2 separate regions of the Rattus norvegicus genome follow, and region 1 is linked to region 2. A link is a contact called in public Hi-C data. All regions are on one chromosome and are shown on one strand. The core of a region is the stretch at or near the end of the contact, and the rest is flanking DNA. Distances in the headings are between cores, read along the strand shown.

Evidence for each region. Hi-C and Micro-C count contacts between places; a contact is called where the count stands out from the background.
Region 1: a contact with region 2 is called in a Hi-C map of Schwann cells, with 8 times the contacts expected there. The contact joins two enhancer-like sites. A contact is called at or near these places in 1 of 12 Hi-C or Micro-C datasets (Schwann cells) and 1 of 1 datasets of contacts at active chromatin or transcription factors (oligodendrocytes).

What each region holds. Positions count from the first base shown.
Region 1 is chr20:42,913,760-42,918,270 of GRCr8, forward strand. No RefSeq gene overlaps it. Among named protein-coding and RNA genes, the nearest start is that of Trnap-agg35, 440 kb to the left of the region's middle. Within about 2 kb of position 2,527, at least 3 of the 93 cell types and tissues checked have an H3K27ac peak or open chromatin away from gene starts, as enhancers often do. A contact at or near this core is called in Schwann cells, where this site is marked.
Region 2 is chr20:42,499,480-42,504,526 of GRCr8, forward strand. No RefSeq gene overlaps it. Among named protein-coding and RNA genes, the nearest start is that of Trnap-agg35, 24 kb to the left of the region's middle. Within about 2 kb of position 1,737, at least 2 of the 93 cell types and tissues checked have an H3K27ac peak or open chromatin away from gene starts, as enhancers often do. A contact at or near this core is called in Schwann cells, where this site is marked.

The DNA of each region.
Region 1 (4,511 bases), core at 1,277-3,776, 420 kb after region 2:
CCTCACAGTGAAATGCTTCCAGAAGGTTCCAGTCCAGCAGCATTGTCAGCAAATGCCTCCTATTCCATCATTCCCTGATAATTTTAATGCCAAATTCCAAGCACCTGGGACATTCCAAAGGGTTAAGATGAAACCCTTTTTGGCTTAGAATTATTTTAACCATCTTAGGAAGAATTATCCTTCCTGAGAAACATGAACCCTAGAAGGATCCAGATTTGTCCAGATTTGTTTTTTTTTTTTTTTTTCTATAAGGCCATGCCCACACAGTTAATTGTGGCAGGAAAATAAATTAATTACTTAAAGAAAAATCTCCCATAATGCATTTTAACAATCCGTGGTCACCCATACTAAAGAGGCTTTAAATGCTTAATAGAAATTCTAGTGAAGCTTCGGGTAGTCGGCTCCCCCACTTTCTGGAACTGTAATTTAAAATGTTTTCCATTCAATTCACATCTGTAATTTTTTTCCCTTTCCTTTCTCAGCAGATGGCCTACTTCACAGAAAGTTAAAATAGAAACCATGATAGTTAACTACCTCAACTTCCTGCTGCCACATCCACAGTCTATCTCCGTGAACCTCTTCCTGGCCTCCTCCCCTTCTGGCTTGAAATAGGAAGCATCTTTGACTTGATTTTTGTATGCATTTTCTTGACATAGTCTCCCTGAAACCAAGCTGGGGTCTATCTAGCAAAGCTTTGTGATCGTCTCCTAGATTCCAGCCAAGGGTTTCATATTAATACATTAGTCATGTCTTCCATTTTTCCCCCAGTCATAATGAAAATGAATAGGCAAATCGTAAATGAGATTATCATTGTATAGCAAACTGTCTACTGTGGGTAACTCCTCCACCAAACAGGTAACTGTATTCAGAAGTAGAAGCTTTAAAGGTAGCACGAAGTTAAAATGAAGGGGGGCGGGGCCCTAATCTACTATCATCAACATTCTTACACAAAAAGATTAGGGCAAAACACACACAAAAGAAAGATCACCTACAGACACAGAGAGGCGACAGCCACCCTCAAGCTAAGCAGAGAGGCCTTGAAGGAAGCTAACTCTTTTGTGATCATAGACATCTAATCCTCCAAACCAGGCAAAGATATATTTCCAATCACTGAGCTGTTCTGTTTATGACATTTTGTTCTAACAAACGCATACTTCCAATGGTGTTTTAACTGCGTCAAGACAGAACTGTAATGTAGTGAAGAATCAGCATGCGCCCCTGGGCCCTTACATTTTTCTCTTTCTTTCTGGGCTACTTTCTGACTCTTTTCATGCAGCCCCATTGTCTATCAGTTAGGCAAATATAATGTGATTCTCTTCATATTTCTGCTCTATGAAATGGTCCATCCTGCTAATATTACTTATCCACCAATCAATATCACCTTCAAAACTTAGCTTAAACTCACTCTCCGGGAAGCCATCCTTGTTCCCTAAGTCTGGTGATCAAGGGAGTCTATGGCATTTTTGGGCATAGTCTTTCATAAGATTCAAAACTTGTTTCTACTTGAGAGCTGTTACTAATACAATTGATCAGTATATGTTGTCCACACATTGTCTGTCACCTCATGAGTCGTTTGTTGCATTTACTGCTCTGTCTGCAACCCTTGCTCTATCTGGTCAAGTCTTGGTGTTTTGATTGTGTTTTACTGAACCATCACAATGAAGAGGTTCACCGTAGGATCATGACCTTGCTGGTAAATATGTAAGTTTATATAGATGGCTTTAGAAGCACTCTTAGAAAAACTTCTAGTTATTAGCAAAATCCAATTAGATAAGTAACTTTTAACTGAATCTGAAGTAATTACTTGTAGGAAAAGAAATGTTACTTATTCAACTCAGTTTATCAAAGACACTGGTTTATTTTATTTCCTCAATCAAATTTGCTAAACAGAATTTGTTGGACTCTGGTGCACACCAGACTGACTTTATTTAGAGACATGGATGAAAGAATTCTATAAAAAGATGACTGCATTGTATCTTACATTAGCAATTTTCAATCTTGACAGAAATAGTTTGAATGTACTTGAGACTAAGCAGCATCATATAATATTTGGCTCTGTGTGCATTTCTCTCTGGTAACAGGGTTTGTTACAGCTCTTGTTTATGCCTTGTTCATACCAAAGGATGGAGTCCTTCTTAAAAATCAAAAATGATGGGGGTGGGGGGTTCCAGTCCCATGTGAGCAATTAGGAGGCAGGGATGGTGAAGGCACTTTTACTGTTAGGGCTCATTTTAAGGGAAAATTAGAGTTGCTCAGAGAGACCTTTTTATATGTGTACCAGGCTCTTCTGGTCTTGAGGAACGTGGTGTGACACTGGGACATTGCTAAAGAAGCTTTCGGTAAATGCTTTCATGATAGGCACAACGGTGCCATCTATTCATTACTGGTAGTCCTTATGCAGTTGACTGTTCCTGAGTAGGCTAAGGACAAAACTCGCAATGTAGCTTGGCCATCATTTGCACATTTATTTACATGTCAAGGCTTTTGTTCAGATTGTGACTGAAGCCCATTTGTAGAGTCAGGCATAACGAAGTGGGACTCATTGAGATTCACTTCAGGACATAGCCTAACAAACAGGATCTTCATTCTGAGCTTATCCAAATGCGCGTAATTTGGTAAATTACTCATTTTATCTGAATGCATTAGTCATCATTTATGAATGTCACTGAGAATGAATGGACTTCCCTCAAAGCTCAATAGAAAATTTCATCATGCTGCAAATGCCTGCAAATGTCTGCTGTTTTTCCATGACATATTTTTTTTTTCTGTTGCATTTTGAATTTTGAAACTGTAAGCCAAATTAGCATCAATAAAATAAAGAATCCTATCTTATTAACTAATGGATCTTTATAAAATATTGTTCTTTGGATAAATGTGGGTAGCAGTCATATCACAGTGCAGTAAAATGCAGTACTCTTGGTGATCTTCAGATTCCTAATTTGCTATTGAGAGATAGAGAAATCTTCATAATGATCAACACAAATAGCTCTTAGTAAGAAGACAAAATCTGTCTTTAGGCAGACAGTAAGACAATGCCTCACTAGTAAACCTTGAAGAAATCATGTGTGTGTGTGTGTGTGTGTGTGTGTGTGTGTAGTGATGATAGATGTTTATTGAATATATTGATTAATTTAAAAAAAAACAGAGGGGGGAAAACCTTGAACAGAAATACTAAACTTAGCTGCAGCTATGGAAGGACTATCTTCATGTCATTAATTTATCTAGGTTTCTAAGGCCTATTAGAAACCTGGATTTAATTATATTTCTTCAAATGTTTAAATACTGATAATTGATTTTAATTAAAATCATGCTAAATCCAAACAAGCTATACATATAACATTATAAAAAATACTCATACCTAATGATGAGTAATAGCTATATAAAACACCTTCACATGTATGTAAGATACTCGGAAGAAATGTCTTCTGTGAGCCAAAGACTCCTTTCTTCTGCATGTACAGTTGATGAATCTTCTTGTTTTAAGGGTTCTATTCAACCCATCATACTCCCTATCCATGCTATCAACACAACTCTGAGGACTGGATACATCCTCAAGACCCCTGCCCCTTTAGCTTTCTGTTCATAAAAATAAGCCTTTCAGTTTATGCATGCACTGGAATACTGTGTGAGTTAAAGGATGTATTAAAAGCATTTTTAGGTAAGTGGCAGCATTGTTCAGGATGGGCACACACTCATGAAAGTTATGGTCGAGAGGGGAAATCTCTATGAGAGCAGAAAATCTGCAATAATGGTTCTGATTTTTGCTTACCCTAGTGAAACAGAAAAAAGGGGGAAGGCTGGAAAATTTTCATAACACCCCTCACCTGGCTTTAAACCCCAGAGCATCAGGGAGCATGGTGTTGTCTTGATATTGAGTGGCGTAATGGTAATGATGTAAATTCAGTGCTTACATGACTTAACACTTAAGAGTAAGGCCTTTGGCAGAGATGTCTTCCAGATATGTTACTATGTTCCCTCAGGTTTCTCTCTTTGTGATCCCACCCTACCCCAAAAACTTTTCTGGTTAGAAGAGGCTATTCTGTCTGTCTGTTCTCCCAAATTCTTACCTATCCTCTCTTCCTTTAGCCACTCAGCCTTGAGACTTTGGAAGTCAACTCCAAAGCTCTTTCTTTAGGTTCACACTTTTTTTCCATGCATTTCTACTCTCTCTTCTGTGCTATCCCATTGCTGTGAACACCTGGATTGGGCAACTGGGTTAGAAAGAAGAAAGAAGGTTAAATTTCAAGATATGAAAATCAATAGTGTCTTAAACCTTTTGTCCTGGTCCACAAATGAATGTTAAACTATTAAAAATTTGCTTTTATCCACTTCTAAATGTAGAGAAGAAACAGTTTAAGTTTATGAAAGAAAATTACATACTTGGAGTTAACATTATATATTCAAAATAAAATGCCATTAGAATTCATAACACCATTGTATACTTCTCAAGAGTGTGGAGGTACAGACAGTTTTCATCTGGACATCTTCTGCTCCCAAAGCAGAAGCAGAGG
Region 2 (5,047 bases), core at 487-2,986:
ATAATAAATGAAATAATTTTCTGCAATGTAGAATTCTGAGTCTCTTCTGGATTTCAAAGGAGAACTCCTAGAAAGTTGTGTCTGCAGAGACCAATCAACTGATTAGAACATCAGTACTATGGAGAGATTTGAATGTTACAGGTCCAGAGGCTAATTACCTCATCTTCAGTTAACTTCATCCCCACCCCTCAACAGCTGTCCTTGCCTGCCACTGTGTCAGAACCAACATTCTGTGACTACCAGATAAAAGCCTTTGGAAATTATTAATTTAGCAGATCCACTACCTTCTACCAAACCCAAAGATAAGAGCATTAGGAGATAACATCTTTGGCCTATAAAATAAGCTTCCTCAATCTTGGTGTAACCACATCTCAGATATACCCACCAATGTATTTTAAACCTTCCCTGATTTATGACTTTCATTGTTCTGAAAAACTAGAAAACTTCATATAATGGCTTCCATATTAGAACATGAAATTTGGGGTATCTTAAGCTGTGTTTCTGGGCCCTGGTCACTAAAAATGGATCCAGAAGGAACTAGCTTTTATTCTTTTTATGATGGAAGATTGTTTTATGAGTTGACAAGACCAAAGACAAATTTTCAAATAAATTGAAAAATTATTTTTAAAGGTGAGAATTGATTATTGATATTAGCTCCCCAATGAAGCAAACGCTATTGCCATAGCATGTTAAGAAGTGCGCATGTCTGTCCTCTGACTCATGAAGGAATTCAATATGTTCTGGTGAACAAGTTCAGTTATAGTGGGGGACTATGGCTATCACACTCTGGCGACGCCTCAGTAAGAAGACAGAAATTAAGAAACTTCTATCTCTTTAAAAAAGAATGGACCATTTTGCCCCCAGAGGATGCAAGTCGAACAGGTCTTTGTGTTTTCACTCAGAATTTTATTTCTGTTCTCACACCCCACCCTCCTTTACATGAATATTAAGGACTGAGGCTTTATCAACAGGCATTTGGTTGTGGGGGATGAAGGGGTAAAGGGAAAACTGTTCTGTATGGCTTTTCATATGTTAATGGTTGATTCCATGGCAACCATTGACAAAAAGAAGGGCTGGGGACAAAAGGGGCTGCAGGAGAGAGGATGGGGCTCTTTCAGGGGCTAGTAAGAATAACAGCCCAGACCCTCTCCTCTGAAAGATATCTGATGGCCAGGCCTCAAAGAACTTTGTCTTTACAGTGCAGAGTCGGTATGTAATTAATGCAGAGTTTTATGAGTCCAAATTTCACCCTCAACGATGCTTCCCCTTTAAAAGGTGGTGAATAAGAACCTGAAACCAAGAGGATGCTTCAAATCACTGCTCCCACTGGGACCTGCAATGGAGTCTATCCAGGGGATACACTAGACTATCGGTTCTCAGCATCAGACATTTCAGTTTTGAGTTAAAAGGTCAAGGGCTTTTATCTTTTAGTACAAGAAGGCTTTTAAAGCTGGTCGACTAAGAGAAACCACAGTGGGAACGGCTGCACTCTCTCTCACATGCATCCTTTGAACACTATTGTCCCTGATGACTGTTGAAACGGTACAGGACACAGACAAGAGCAGGTCAGAGGACACAGCGGACACTGGTGGCATTCCATTCCTTGCCTTCCTTGACCGATGAAAAGAATTCCTGGCTGCCTAGCTCTCCTTCCAGAAACATGAGGTGACTTCCTCACATCAGAGTCTGGTAGTGTTAAGCACTGCTAAGTCTTCATGTGAACTTCAGTGGTTTATACATATGAATTAGCTGTTGTATCATGGCAGCACAACACACTCTTTCTAGCCCTTTCTCAACTACTATAAAGCATTACATTCAGTAATAATGCTGACTTTACCAATTTTCTATCCTGCCTTGTTTTCTCTCATGTGTATTCCTCAGTCTTTGATTGAATTATATTGAATTCTTCTCTCTCTCTCTCTCTCTCTCTCTCTCTCTCTCTCTCTCTCTCTCTCTGTCTCTCTCCCTCTTTGTCTCCTTTAAATAGTTGCCAGAACTGTGATAAACAGCCACCAGTAGCTGTGATACAGTGTTTTCTCTGTTTGGATGGACACAAGGGCTTTTTTTTTATTATCACAATGGAATGCTTATGGAATTGCATGTTTCAAAAGACACTAACATGAAAATACAACTTCATTCAATGTCAGGTTACAATGATGAATAGCAAGGCTGCAATGAGTACAGAAAGAATGCCCAATTTGCTTTCAAAGTACTGGCTTTGCCTTCCTTTCAGTGGTTATAAAATGTAATTCATGTGGTTTTTGTTTTTCTCATAAGCTTTATGAACTTAGTCCCACTTTCATGCTATTCATAACTGTGGCGGGGTGGAAAGAACAGAGATAGTGTGGCTACCAGGAATCCCAATTTGAGATCTGACAACATTTTTACCAATATTATATTATAAATAGTGTCCTCTAAAATGATCTTGTTTTCAAATGCATATTTTGCTTGGTATTTGCTGGGCACAATTTGACTTCTTCTGATATTTTGGCAATCACATTGAATAATTTATCTATTCATCAAAAGTTTTGGAAGTGCTTTTGTAGACTAGGACTTGGCCAGTATATGATATGACTGGTCCTCATGGAAATGTAGCTTAGAATATATGGATAATTGTGTTGGTAAAGAATTTTAGCTTTAGTCATTTTTTAGTGTCTGATTGCTTCTGAAATTAAGACTTGAGGTTTAAAAAACCACATGGGATGAGAGATCAAAACAAACAAACGAACGAATGAACAAGCATGAAGGAAAGAGATCTGGTTAGATAAAATCCATTCAAAACAGGGAAAGAAATCATGATCAATGTAGGGAATAGGCAAATTTAGGCACACTTCATCCGACCTCATTACGATGCTGGATGACAAACATTCTGCAAGTGCATTTTCCCCAAAGTTTGGGGGTACACAAGAGCAAAAGTAACATGAAGCCTATGATGAGCAAAGCTTCCCTGACTTGTTTTAAACAACAAGAGAAGCCCTGAGCACCCCCTCCTCCCCACATCCTCCCCAGATCTGTGAACGGGTACATGGGGACACAACCGACACATTCTTAAAACAAATACAACCTCAAGTCTTCAATAAATGCCTTATATATTTTTTTCCCATGGCAAACTAAGACAGCTGATGACAAGTCCTCATCCCTGACCAGGGACCTTCTCTAAGGAAAGGGAACAGTCATACTTGGCTTGCCTCCAACAGCTGTGCTTGGTGTCCTCTCCCTGTTGAAAGCACACCCACCACATACCCTCACATACAGTTGCCAACATTAAAGGCCACGACTAATTGGTTTGGGGAAAGGAGGGACAAATGTCTCAAGAGTAACCACTGTTTACAGACTGGCTAGTGGTGGGCAACACCATCTGATTTGAAAAACTTGCCTTAGAAAAGATACCTGAAGTCTAGGGGACACTATCAGATGAGCTTTTTAGGATGTTTAAATACAAGAGGTACACAGAAGGAGGCAAGTACTTGGAAGTGTGAGCAGAACCTGAAGGCCAGAGAGGGAAAAGTCACCTTGCAATGGCCAAAAGGTCCCCAGGACAAAAGAAAAAGAATGCATAGAGCCAAGGATGGAATGATTTCTCCTCCGCCAGATGTGGCACTTGCTTGTACTCTTCAGTCCCTGGGAAGTTGAAGCAGGTGTATCATGACTTTTGGGCTAGCCTGGGCTGTATGCAAGATTCTGTCTCAAAAAAAAAAAATCACCAAAACAACAGCAGCAGGCAGAGGTGGGAGATTGGGGAAGTGTGGGGTGGGGGTTGAGGGTTGAGTGAGTTAGGGAGGTGGGGGTATGATCCTGCTGCAAGGTAGGAGTAGGACAGTGTGAACCACAAGAACTGACAGCCATAGCGACCGCCTCTGGAGCCCCGCTCCACTGTTACTCTGTTCTTCCAGACTTGAACCGACCAGAGAGAATTGTTGATTTTTCACAGTCAAAACAAGCTAAAAGTGCCACCCAGGAAGAGAAACCCTGCAAGGGTTCAAAGAGGACAGTACAAAGAGGTCTCCTCAGGTGCTCTGGCTTCATCCAAAATAAACCTTGTCACGGGTATGCATCAGAGGAACTGTACATCTTTTCAACTGATCACCTATGAGTATTATCTTTATTTGAATAGAAAAATCTTTGTAAGAAAAAAAAACCCGGGCTTATATTCTTCAAGGAGAAGAGAGTGCAAAGGTCTCCTGTATTATGAAGGTCCAAATGGTTTGCCAGTCAATGAAGACAAGACAAGAGGCATGTCTACCAAGAAAATTGTATGTCTTCCTTGTGTGTAGGTGAACTTGTGAACAGATGGTTGGCTGTACAATAAATGAAAAGAAAGTAAGCTCCCAGTACTTATCCAAAACAATAGACAATAGGAGCCTACTGTAAACTCCTAAGTTAGGATCAAGTCTTTATTCATTTACTAATCCAAGGAATAAATTAGAAATTATACTCTTTCTATTACATGATCACACTCTTTCTTTTTCTGTTCTTTTGTTTTGTGTTGTTTTGTTTTTTGTTTATTTGTTTTTTGAGTTTTTTTGTTTGTTTGTTTCATTTGTAATATAGTCTTGCTAGGTACCTCAGACTCATGATCTTTCTGCTTCAACTCCCAGGAGCTAGGTTTGTTGTTTTAGTCAGGGTTCTCTAGAGAAAAAGAAAGAAGGGGATGAACACACACACACACACACACACACACACACACACACACACCCCAGAAATTTCTATACAAACAGCTAAACTACGTTTGAGAATGTGAGAACTGGATACTTAGTCCTTAAGGCTGAATGCCTCAGTAGTCAGATAGTCTGTGTCTCACTGTGTATCTGTGAGACAATTACTCAGCCTACAATGTGGGCTGCCTCTGAAGTCCTAGTCTGGTGCAGGAGCCTGAAAGTTTCTGAGAGAGTCTTTGGTTTTCAGCCCATAATGAATACCTGGAAATGCCACTTCTGATGTGATGAAGGACCCAGCGGTGGTAGCAACAGTGAAAATCAGTGTAAATCTTCCCTCAGAGGCAAGAGGGAAGGCCAAGCTCTCAAAAGTGAGAGATGAACTTCCTCCT